2 separate regions of the Zea mays genome follow, and region 2 is linked to region 1. A link is a contact called in public Hi-C data. All regions are on one chromosome and are shown on one strand. Each heading gives the region's core, a stretch centred on a gene start, on an enhancer-like site or on the middle of the called end of the contact. The rest is flanking DNA. Distances are from core to core; before and after follow the strand shown. Region 1 holds the start of LOC103638166. Region 2 holds the start of LOC109942241.

The links. Hi-C and Micro-C count contacts between places; a contact is called where the count stands out from the background.
Region 2: a contact with region 1 is called in a Hi-C map of ear, with 2.5 times the contacts expected there. The contact joins the promoter of LOC109942241 here to the promoter of LOC103638166 in region 1. A contact is called at or near these places in 2 of 25 Hi-C or Micro-C datasets (ear and tassel).

What each region holds. Positions count from the first base shown.
Region 1 is chr9:27,942,707-27,948,116 of Zm-B73-REFERENCE-NAM-5.0, forward strand. LOC103638166 reads left to right here and starts at 1,949. Exons shown (of 3, transcript XM_008661152.4): 1 at 1,949-2,391; 2 at 2,453-4,458. The coding sequence starts at 1,949. LOC542185 (RuBisCO large subunit-binding protein subunit beta, chloroplastic) reads left to right here. Exons shown (of 13, transcript NM_001319768.1): 12 at 360-483; 13 at 564-989. The coding sequence ends at 577.
Region 2 is chr9:28,383,644-28,389,893 of Zm-B73-REFERENCE-NAM-5.0, forward strand. It overlaps LOC109942241, which reads left to right and starts at 4,647. Exons shown (of 2, transcript NM_001428419.1): 1 at 4,647-4,800.

The DNA.
Region 1 (5,410 bases), core at 699-3,198:
ATCTTGTTTCCTTTGCCATAACCAATCTGTGAGTTCATTACCTGTAGACTATGCATATAGAAGAATTGAAATTGATAAGGCAACCTAGTTTAGCTTGAATAGCACCATTCTTTAATGTAAACCTAACCTCACATGGATCTAAAAAGAACTTTGGGAGCTGCCAAAGGTGAAGTAGCAGCATTAGCTGGTAAAACTGAAAATAGCAGTCCTTGCGAATTGTTGGCGCTACAATTGTTACATCTCTTTTCCCAACCAAACCAGTCCTTGGTAACTTGTCTTCGATAGGAGCCAGACCTGACTGATGTTTGATATTTCTTTTCCTGGAGCAAAACCTCAAAGCTGCGATGAACTGTCTGTAGGTGGTGAGATGCTGCTTGGAGCACGCCGCGTCGGTGGCCAAGACCTTCCTGACATCAGATGTTGTGGTCGTCGATATCAAGGAGCCGGAGGCTGCACCTGTCGCAAACCCGATGGACAACTCTGGTAAGCGACACTGCCATTGATGATAGGTCTCTCCGCATCGGTCACATGTTCTAACCTTTTGCTGTGTCTGCCATGCCCAGGCTATGGATACTGATGAGATGCTATGGCCATGCCCCATGGGACGAAGGTGATCACCATATTAATTTTTTGGTAGGCGAGGAGTCGGGTCGAGGTAGCTTTTTAGACGACCGAAAGGCGAAAATAAGTTGAGGATCTGCATCCCAAATTTGTGATGTAAACTGAGACAGAACAGCAGCCAAATGAAGCAGAGATTTGCTGAAAGATTCTGTAACTGGTTGCAGCTAATGTTGAATGCAGTTTGCACACGACCAATTCAAATGGCTCCGGCAACGTCAGATTATGCTGCGTCGAAACTGATTTGAAACTGATACACCGGAGCGGTCTCCTCTCTGGGAGCGATCCATATTTTTGTGTACTTTCTGATTTGATGAACGACTCCATCTGTTTGTTTCTAGAAGATAATGTATTTGAGGGCGTCTGTTTTTAAAAGAAAAGTTTGCATGAGTACCCAGTTGCTACAGTTCTCGGGGATGTGGGCAGAACACGTATAATTTTGAAATAATTGCTAGTCATCCTTTCTGAATTTGAAACAGAAAACCTCAAAACTTGATGACAAGAGCTATCGAGAGGGCCTACGCTACACATTTGAGTGCGTTTGAACTTGAATGAAAGGTGTAGCCGTCGTCCTTGTTGCGGAAGGGAAAAAGTAACCCCGTGAAATTAAAGGTGTCTAGTTGTATAACTAAGGTGCCAAAACTTATCATATATTCTTCGTCATATAAAGTCATCGGTATATAGAAGAAAGTTTTTACTATAACTATAGCTATAAACAAACACTCTTTTGACAAGTGAGACAACCAACCAAACAAATCCTAGAACTCCCGTCGTCCTTGTGGCAATGGGGCTAGCCTTTGCCAGCTTGCCCCACTGTAACCATCATTGGCGGTTGTCAGCCAAAGGGGTCACATCCTTTCATCGAAGGGCCCATCCTTTACTCACACCTTTAGATGTACCCTTTCGTATTGTATATATATGTACCATGTGTTGATTTCACTCGTCACTGGTGTCTCACATTTAAAATTTCTACTATAACTGATAGACATGAGACTGCTCCTTCCATTTATGGCTCATGTAATTACGACGAATTGATTTGGTTGCCCACTCCCGGGTCTTCTTTCTATAAATCGGGATGAGGCTTGCCTATATTTTTGTAATCCTGTACTTATGATCAATCAAGTTGTGTTATATCCCAATTCCATCTTGTCTCATGGTAGCAGCCGCGTTTTCTTCCTTAGCGCTGAAACCGCTTCTGCAATTTTTTTCTTCCCTCTGTTCTCTCTCACCATGGCTAGTGTCTCCAGCGACCCGCTAGCTGCTGCAACAGTTGCTGCTCATGCTAAGGATCTCGCCTCGGACGCTGAGGCTTCAGCTGCGCACCGCACCCATGCTGTTGTTGCCGCCGCTCGCCGCCGCCTCCAGGAGGTTGCTGCTGCCACCGATGGCATCGTGGTCAACAACACCGACGCCCCCACCAGCGTCCACCGACGACGACAACGTTCCTCTAGCCGCTGGTGACGTCGACGTTGGTGCTGCCCTCCATGCGCAGGCCCTCGGCATCCTCAACGTCCGCGCCCTCGTCCCGGTCGTCCTCGATCTCGCCGCGCCATCCTTCTCCAAGTGGGGCTGCCTCATGCTCCTCGCCCTTGGCAAGTACGCGCTCGCCGACCATGCCCTTTGCGACGCCGCGTTCCCCGCCGTTCCACACTGGGTGCGGATGGACCTCCACGTCCTGTCTTGGCTCTACGGCTCCATCATCGGCGACCTCTACGAGATCGTCACGATGAGGACTCCTTCCGCCCGTGGCGCCTGGCTCGCCCTCGAGCAACAGTTCACCAGCAACCGCGAGACACACGTTCTTATGGTGGACACTGAGTTCTGCACCCCTCAGCAAGGTGCACTCTCCCCTGACGCCCCTCCTTCCCGCGCCCCTCCCTCCCCCACCTCCTCTTCCTCCACCTGGGTTGCAGGGGCTCTCACGCAAAGCCCAGAAGCCGGCGAGCAGAAAATCTCATTCTCCCTGGACAAATTCGCAAAAGAGCAACGCAGGGGGAAATCGGCCTGGTTCGTGGATTCCTGAAGAGCATGGATGGGCCGTGAAAGCGGATGACCCGAGGAAGGGGCAGCCAAGGTGTCTCGACTCGGGCTCCATCTCCAGGGGGTGGATCGCAGCCCAGAAGGCTGGCAACAAGTTGAACGAGGTAGGGTTTCCTCCTGATCTTATTGGTGCTCGATCCCCAGAACACCTGTCCGTGCTTCTAGCTTCGCTGTGGGCGCTGCCTACCCACAAGCGGGAGAGTTTCTCTGGAGGGTGGCGATCCATCCCTTTCCGCCCGCCAGACTTTGGTCCTCAGCCAGGAGGGGGAGGGGGAGGGGGTGAGCTCGCTGGGGAAACTTCAGAGAAGATGGACCCAAGGCTGAAACCCTCACAGTGGGATCGGTGGAACTCTAAGGAGGCGAGGAATCCACCCAATGCTTGGGGAAGACACCGCAATATGAGCTGGCGACTCCGACCCTCACACGTGAAATCTGAGGGAGAGGTGATTGGATCATCATCTGGTGACATGAATAACCCAGGTAACTCTAAATCCCCGACTCTCCCTGGGATGCTGGAGGTAGAAGGAAGTCGTCGCACATTCTGCCAAAAATGCGGTGATGAAGGTCATCATGCCAGAGATTGTTCTAGGGCTTTGTGGTGTGATATCTGCATGAAAGAGACTCATGTAACTGCGAAATGTGTGTGGCCAAGACAGAACAAACCTATTATGCCATTAGTGGGAATGGCAGCAGATGGTTTGAGTTTTTACTCCTCTCAGTTTGGAAAGAACATTTCCAAAAAACCAAAGAGGAGCCTGTTGGGATTAGTCAAAATTGTGGAGGGGATTGTGTCTGCTGGTGATCTGGAGAGGGATTTTAGCTTCCATTTCCCATGGGGACGACCCTGGAAAGCTGATAAGTGTCATCTTGGTTTCCTGATGCAATTCCCATCACAGGACAGGCTTGATGAACTGACCAACTTTACTGAGTTGAAGATGAAGATTTCAGGGGTTAAGATTGTAGTAACTGTGTGGAACTCTCAGGTTTTGGCTAAATCCAGATTGCACTCAGTTTGGATTAAGGCCGATAATGTGCCTGAAGAATTGTTGAACTATCAAGCCATATGTGAGTTGGGTTCGGTTTTAGGAGCTGTGGAAGAAGTGGATCTGGCCGCTCTGAAATCCAATGACATGGTTAGATTTAAAGTGCATGTGAAGAGCGTCGCGAGGATTCCACCTGTCATTGAGATAGGAGTCAAGCATCTCTTATATGACATTTATTTTAAGGTGGAAAAGGTAGAAACTGAAGGATGGAATGAGGAAGAAGCTAGTATGAGAAAGAGATCTTCTGTTGATTTACAGCCGAACGAGTTCGGTTTGGGTGACAATGGAGGGAAAAAACCCAAAAGTGATATTCATGAAAGTGGGAAGGTCCCTCTGATTCCTGTAAATCAGAAAACATCTTCCTCTGAGTTTAAAGAAGCAATGTTTGCTACAGATCCACAAACCAATGAATGTGACAAATGCAATGAAGAGGGGGAAAATCTGGGGGATGAAAACAATGAGAAGGTAGACTTTGAAGACAGTGATGAAGACCTTCTTAGTTCCCAAGAGCTTAACAACTTTGTGAAAGGAATGGGTGTTGAGATAGCGGATGAGCAGGAATTGGAGATGGATGAGGGTGAACTCCTCAAAGTTCAAGATGAGCAACAAACTGGTAAGGATAAAAAAGGTAAAGCCAAGTTGGTAGATCAAGTTGAAGGCACAAGGAAAAGTAGCAGACTGGAGGCAAATGAAGATATCAGGATTACGGACAAAGCCATCAACAGAGCTGAAGCGAAGGATGCCTTCTTGAACATAGGTAACAACCCCAACCCTTTCTCTATCTTAAATTCTGAAAACAGCTTGCTGATTGATATAGCTAACAAACTTGGGGTGAATTTGGGAAAAGATGATAATGAAAGATTAGATAACTTAGAAATGATCAAGTGCTTAGAAGAAGAACGTGCCAAGGCTATTATGCCAGACGTTGGTGTTGATGATATTGATAATAAATTCGCTGGTAATTTAGTGGAGAATGAGGATCCTTCGATTATGGATAGAATTGTCCAAGAGATGATAGAGAGTGAATCGGAAGGGAAAAAGAACAAAACACCAAAGAAGAAGAAAAAAATACAGAAAGAGAAAAAATATTCTCTGAGAAAAAAAAGGGTTCTCCAAAAATTAGATATACATCTAATAATAGGAGATGCCTGAAGCGTCATCAATGGGACAACCAAGTATCTGAATGAAAGGGGTAATATGGAACTGCCAGGGGCTTGCCAAACCCGGGAAATTTGAGTTCATTCATGAACTCATAAACAAGGAAAAAGTTGATTTCATTAGTCTGCAAGAGACTAATAAGAAAGAATTTGGGCAGAACTGGTTACTGTCTTTAAGCAGTAATAAGTTGTTTAAGTGGATTTCTTCTCCCCCTAATGGTAGATCAGGGGGTTTGCTGGTGGGTTTTAATTCAGACACTTTGGATGTCTCGGACATTCAAATCAAGGACTTCATGATTGTGTGTCGGGTGCATCACAAGATTAAAAATCTTTCTTGGACTTTTGCTAATGTCTATGGGGCAGCTCAAGCGGTTAATAAAGATAATTTCTTAAGCGAGTTAGCTGCCACTTGCTCCCACTGTAGTGGTCCCATTCTGCTAGGTGGTGACTTTAACATTTTGAGGAGTAGTGATGACAAAAATAAGCCTTATGTTGCCAATAGATGGACGCTTCTCTTTAATGCCATCATTGATCAGCACGGTCTGGTTGAGC
Region 2 (6,250 bases), core at 3,397-5,896, 440 kb after region 1:
AAGGCTCAAGCACTCCTTCGACGGCCACGACATCACATGAACAGGGCGCCAAAACCTCTCCGGCTGCCACGACGGCATGTACTTAGGGCTCTAGCTCCTCTCTGCTAGACACGTTAGCACACTGCTACACCCCCTATTGTACACCTGGGCCCTCTCCTTATGCCTACAAAAGGAAGGTCCAGGGCTCTCGTACGAGAAGGTTGGCCGCGCGGGAGAACGGGCCGACGCACAGGGCTCCCTCTCTCTCTCTCTCTCCCACGCGGACGCTTGTAACCCCCCTACTGCAAGCGCACCCGACCTGGGCGCAGGACAACACGAAGGCCGCGGGTTTCCCCTTTGCTGTTTCTCCCCCCTTTGTGCTCCGTCTCGCGCCGACCCATCTGGGCTGGAACACGCGGCGACAATTTACTCGTCGGTCCAAGGACCCCCCCGGGGTCGAAATGCCGACAGCTTATAAGCAAACCTTTCACACTTTTAATAAAACAATCCAAATAGCAAAAAGCAAAGACCTGCTTCTCATTGGCCTCAGACGAAAGAGAGATGATACACATGATGCTCCATTAAGAAATAAATAAGACAAGATTATTATATAATGTCAATATTGGTTGAAATCCAAATCCTCTCATGTAATCTAACTTGGTAGTTAATCTATCTTGGTAGTTAGAGATAGATGAGGAGATGTAGTTAGAGTCGGCTATAGCCATTGTAATCAGATCTATAAAAGATAACGTGCAATGCTGCCAAAGATGAATAAGGCAAGATTTTCAACAATTGCTTCCACACCTTTGAATTCTATATGGTATTCGGAGCCAAAGACTTGTGATTGTCATGGTGGATTTGGCATCGTCTTCGATTAGTTTCAGCATGTATCATCGCCTTCTTCCTATCTCGGAGAAGCTCGATTACAACAACCATACAATGTGGAAGGCATAGGTGGTTACCATCATTCGTGGCACCAAACTAGAAGGTTTCCTCATCGAAAGAATCAAGAAACCAAATGAAGAAATTCCCGACAAGACTAGCACCAAGAAGGATGCAAAGATTCTGAATCTAGCATACGAGGATTGGCTAGCAAAGGATAAACAATTTGAAAGGGAAATGGACCCAACATTTCCTATAATCGATTTCGGTGTTTGACGTCCACCATAAACCATATGGACTAACTAGTTTGCCTACTGGATATCTTTCTTAGGTGCATAAAGTTCACATAAACATACAAAGAAAATGAGCTTGGGGGAATTCTACACGGTTGGAGCAAAACAGAATCGGTGTAGTCTGTGGCGCACCAAACATTGTTTGTTGGTGATTGTAAGTCATAGATTGAAAGGAAAATGGAGTCTTCGGCAAAGACAAAGCTTCCACTCCACTCTATCGGTATTATTTACCCTTCGCCATCACTCCGCACTACTCTCCACTTTGGTATAATCTTCACTCATATTTGCTTGTACCATTAGGGAGAAAGTAAAAAGGGCTCTTAACTGTCTCCGTTTTTGGCGATTAATGCCAAAGGGGGAGAGAGTATTAGCCCAAAGCAAAAGGACCGCACCACCACCACTTTCAAGTTTAAGTTTAAAATGAAGTTTTCAATTGGTATCTTATGATGAAATATTTAAAGAAGGATTTTTCAATTGGTTAGTATTTTTCAAATTGGTATAGTTAATCTTATTTCAATTGGTAAAACCCTCTTGAGCACTAAGAGGAGAATTTGATCCAGGGGGAGTTTTGTTTTAGTCAAAGGAAAAGCATTTGAAATAGGGGGAGAAAATTTCAAATCATGAAAATGCTTCTTGCAATCTTATTCATATACCTTTGACTATTTGCAAAAGTACTTTGAAAAGATTTTACAAAAGATGTTGCAAAAACAAAACAAGTGGTGCAAGCGTGGTCCAAAATGTTAAAAGAAAGAAAGCAATCCATGCATATCTCATGAAAGTATAAATTGGTTTAACTCCAAGCATCCTTTACACTTGCCTTATGCAAACTAGTTCAATTCTGCACTTATACATTTGCTTTGGTTTGTGTTGGCATCAATCACCAAAAAGGGGGAGATTGAAAGGGAAATAGGGTCAAACCTTTTCCTAAATGATTTTGGTGGTTGAATTGCCCAACACAAATAATTGGACTAACTAGTTTGCTCTAGATTATATGTTCTACAGGTGCCAAAGGTTCAGCACAAACCAATAAAAAGATTGAAGTTGGGGTTCAAAAGAAAGGAGCAAAAGAAACTGAAGTGAACCCTGGTCTGGCGCACCGGACAGTGTCCGGTGCACCAGGGTGGATCGACTTCAAACTCTTCACCTTCGGGTTTTTGAGGCCGCGCTCCGCTATAATTCACCGGACTGTCCGGTGGGCCAGCGGAGCAACGGCTCGCCAGCGCAACGGTCGACTGACAAGTGAACAGTGTGCGGACAGTTCGCGCAGAGTCAGAGCAGTGCCAGAAGGCGCACTGGACAGTGAACAGTGACTGTCCGGTGCGCCCATCGATAGCAGACCTCTCCAACGGCTGTTTTGGTGGTTGGCGCTATAAATACCCCCAACCACCACCATTCAAGGAATCCAAGCATTCACTACTCCTCATTCAATACAAGAGCAATACACAACACTCCAAGACACAAATCAAAGCCTCCGATCAAATCAAAGTCCTCAATTCAACTCTAGTTTTTAGGACTTGTGAGAAGATTGACTTGTGTTCTTTTGTTGCTCTTGTTGCTTGGTTGGCTTTCTTCTTTCTCTCATTCTTACTCTCAAAGACTTGTAAGCGAAGCAAGAGACACCAATTGTGTGGTGGTCCTAGCGGGGTCTAAGTGACCCAGGAAATCAAGGAAAGAAGCTCACTCGGTCTAGGTGACTGTTTGAGAGAGGGAAAGGGTTCAAAGAGACCCTGTCTTTGTGACCACCTCAACGGGGACTAGGTTTGCAACAACCGAACCTCGGTAAAACAAATCACCGTGTCATCCGCTTCACTTGCCTTGATTTGTTTTTCATTCTCTCTTTCGGACTCGATTTTATTTCTAACGCTAACCCCGGCTTGTAGTTGTGCTTTAAGTTTGTAAATTTCAGTTTCCGCCTATCCACCCCCCTCTAGGCGACTTTCAACTTCTCATGCGGCTTCACTATTTTTTTCCACAAGCCATACCAAACGACATTTTAACATACAACTTAGGTGAAAAGCACTTCTCTGTTTTGTATTAGATAGGTGAAGCAAAAAAATGTGACTCGCCCAGCTTTGACTCATGTCTTTTTTTGCGAAAACCCCCTCCCACCATTCCCATCATATCTTCGGCAATGCTTTGTGCTCCTCCTCTGATCTAAAAGCTTCTCAAGCCCGGCCGTTCCCACCACCACCGCCCAGCTCCACACACTCCTCACGTTCGGTCACCTCCACTATGACAACCCTCATCCCCTCTTATATTCTTATTGTGCATGTGGCTGCCCCTTCGACGCCTAGAACCTGCTCGCTCAAATGCCCCAACCGGCCCTAGTTTCTGTCTCAACACCCTCTATGTTGTGTGATATTGTGAGGATAGTGCGGATCACGCTCGGTGCTACTTGAGAAATATAATAACTGAATATATAAAAGCGTGACTACACATGGTTCATTTTATAACAACCTAGGAGTTTTTGCCAAATGGTTTTTAAATGGCTTTGGCTTCTCTAGTAAAACTGTTTGCATGGAAAAATCAGAGCTAAAGCTATTTAAAAAAGGCAAATCCCTGCCAAAGGGAGCCTATATATGGAAGAGGAGATGAACAAACCCTCGCACCAATGTTGTTCTATAAATTTGGCCTTCCTATGTGTCACTGTCCTTTGACCTCTATGTCTGGATGTTACCTAGTTTAACTAGGGGTGATAATGAGTTTTAAATTTTACATTATAAAATTTAAGGATTGGATCATATTAGAATCAGGTTCTATTTTTATTTGTTTTTAAATTAAAATAAATTAAGGAGTCAAACAAATCATTAAGAATCATTTGGATCGTGATACATTATCACCCCTAAGCCTAACTTATAATTTAGTCCCATCGTGTACTTGTCCTCCAATATGTGGATTATGGCCTTATGGGTGTCTTCGTTCTCATGTTGAAATTGAAAGGCAACACAACGTTATTCCAGTATTCCATCTTGCTTTGGGGAAATTTGTAATTTTGCCACTCTCAGATTTGACTTCCTATTATTATGCATTCCGTGTCTATGACTGGTGGGATCATCTGTGTCTATGATTTATAGACCCGATGGCATATTAGTGAAGCTCACAAATGGTAATGGCAAAATTATCAATGGCTCTTTGCTTTGGATGGTGAACGTGGCTGCTCATAAAGTGATGAGTGAGCCTATCTGATAATAACCACTTACATTATGTCCTGACATTTCAATCTACGGACAAACTGTCAAATGTGATTAAAGCTGGCCGAAATCAAATATGATTTCTAAATAATTTAAAAAGGAAACCAAATCCATTTTCAAAGGCCTAATCAAGATCAGTGAAATAATAAATTTGGGTCTACAAACTATGGAAAGTCCTTCCAAGTTCTAAGGAGCTTTTTGTTGGGCTAGTTGGAAGCCCAATTGGGCAGCCCACCCAAAAGAGGGCTGGTCGAGGCCCATAAAGCATAAACGGGCCCAACCAGAACCGAACGGAGGAGAAGAGGAAGGGGATTATCTGAAGGGGAAAGGAAGCGAACTCACTCGCCGAGCCGCCGACGACGCCGGCACCAGCCACCGCCGCGGTAACCACGCCTCCGCCTCCGGCTTAACCCCGCCCCGGAATCCACGCCTTCGCCTTCGGCTTAGCCTGCAAGGTTGGTACTGTCACCTTACCTCTCTCTCTCTCTCTCTCTCTCTCTCTCTCTCTCTCTCTCTGGGTCCATTCTGCGGTTTCTTTAGTCCTTCAGCTTCTTAATTAACCATTCCGAGGAATCGTGTGGCGCATTTGTTCTTGTTGTCCGGGGGATCTCCCGAGTCGAGCTATTGCAGTTTGGTTTCTTTTGGATTTTGATGCTGTGCTTGTGAGGTGTACGGAACGGAAGAAACCCTAGTATCGATGCGCCTAATTGGTCAGTGACCTAGCAGACATAAACAGATTTATGCGCTGTAACTGATGTGTACAATAAAAGACGCGACTTCGATGCTCCGTAGTAGTCTCCCTCATGAATTTAACCTAGCAGACATGAATTTTGATGTCGTGTGTAACTCTGTGTGTGTGACTGTGTGTATGTCACGGTTCCTCTGCAAACGGGAACTGGTTGTACGTTTGCTTTTATTATGCTACACTATGAAGGAAATTTTGTTTTTTTTTCCATGTGGATATCTTAGCTTCCTGTATGGGTCTTAAGAGCATGTATAGCCCACAGATGTCTATATGTGTATTGAAAAACACGTCCAAAGTCCGAACAATATAAATAACATCCGAACAATATAAATAACAAGTCATACAGTGGCTTGTCTATTTATACTGTCTACAAAAATTTTAATTCATGTGTGGAATACGGGCTGAAGGAGTCATACAGTGGTTGCATTACCGTCTCTTGGCATTGGAACACGGACTGAAGCCGTCTCCTAACGAAAGATTTTTCTAGTGAATTGGGCATACAGTGGTTGCATTACCGATGACTCTCTCCTCCTTAATTTGCGTCCACGTAGGATTTTTCTATTTAATTGCTGCTTACGTGGCTGCTTAGAGACAGCGTATTCAATGCCGTCGGTTTTCGTTTTCTTTAGTCCAACTCTTTAATAAATGTTGCTCAGCTCTGATCCCTTGAAATTCAGAAACAGAAAAAGAAGCGACATATTAGTTTGAACAACCTTGCTTTGTATTCATGCGAACATCCTGGTAGAAGGATACCAGGAAATGAACTACTAGCTAGTTGAATTGGGGATCATTAAGTACCTTCTGCAGTTCTGCGCACACCATCTGAAGTCTATTTTATATCAGTGTATATAACGTTGTTTCAGGACACCTGCTAATATCGAGCAGTGAGTACTGAAATCCTCCCTGGCACCTAATACCTCGATTATTTTTTACTATGTTCATTTTTGCATGGCCACCGTCATCTCGATTCAAACTAGGCCAACAATTTGTGTCAGGTAGTTATTTTGTACTTTTCTGGTCAGATCTTGGCTCTAGTTTGTATGGTTAATTTGCACTGCATTCTGCTGTAGCCGACTAGCCGTATGGTATACAGATTACAGAAGAACCCTACAACAGATGGACCTGATATATCAAGTATATTCAAACACACGAATGCCTGA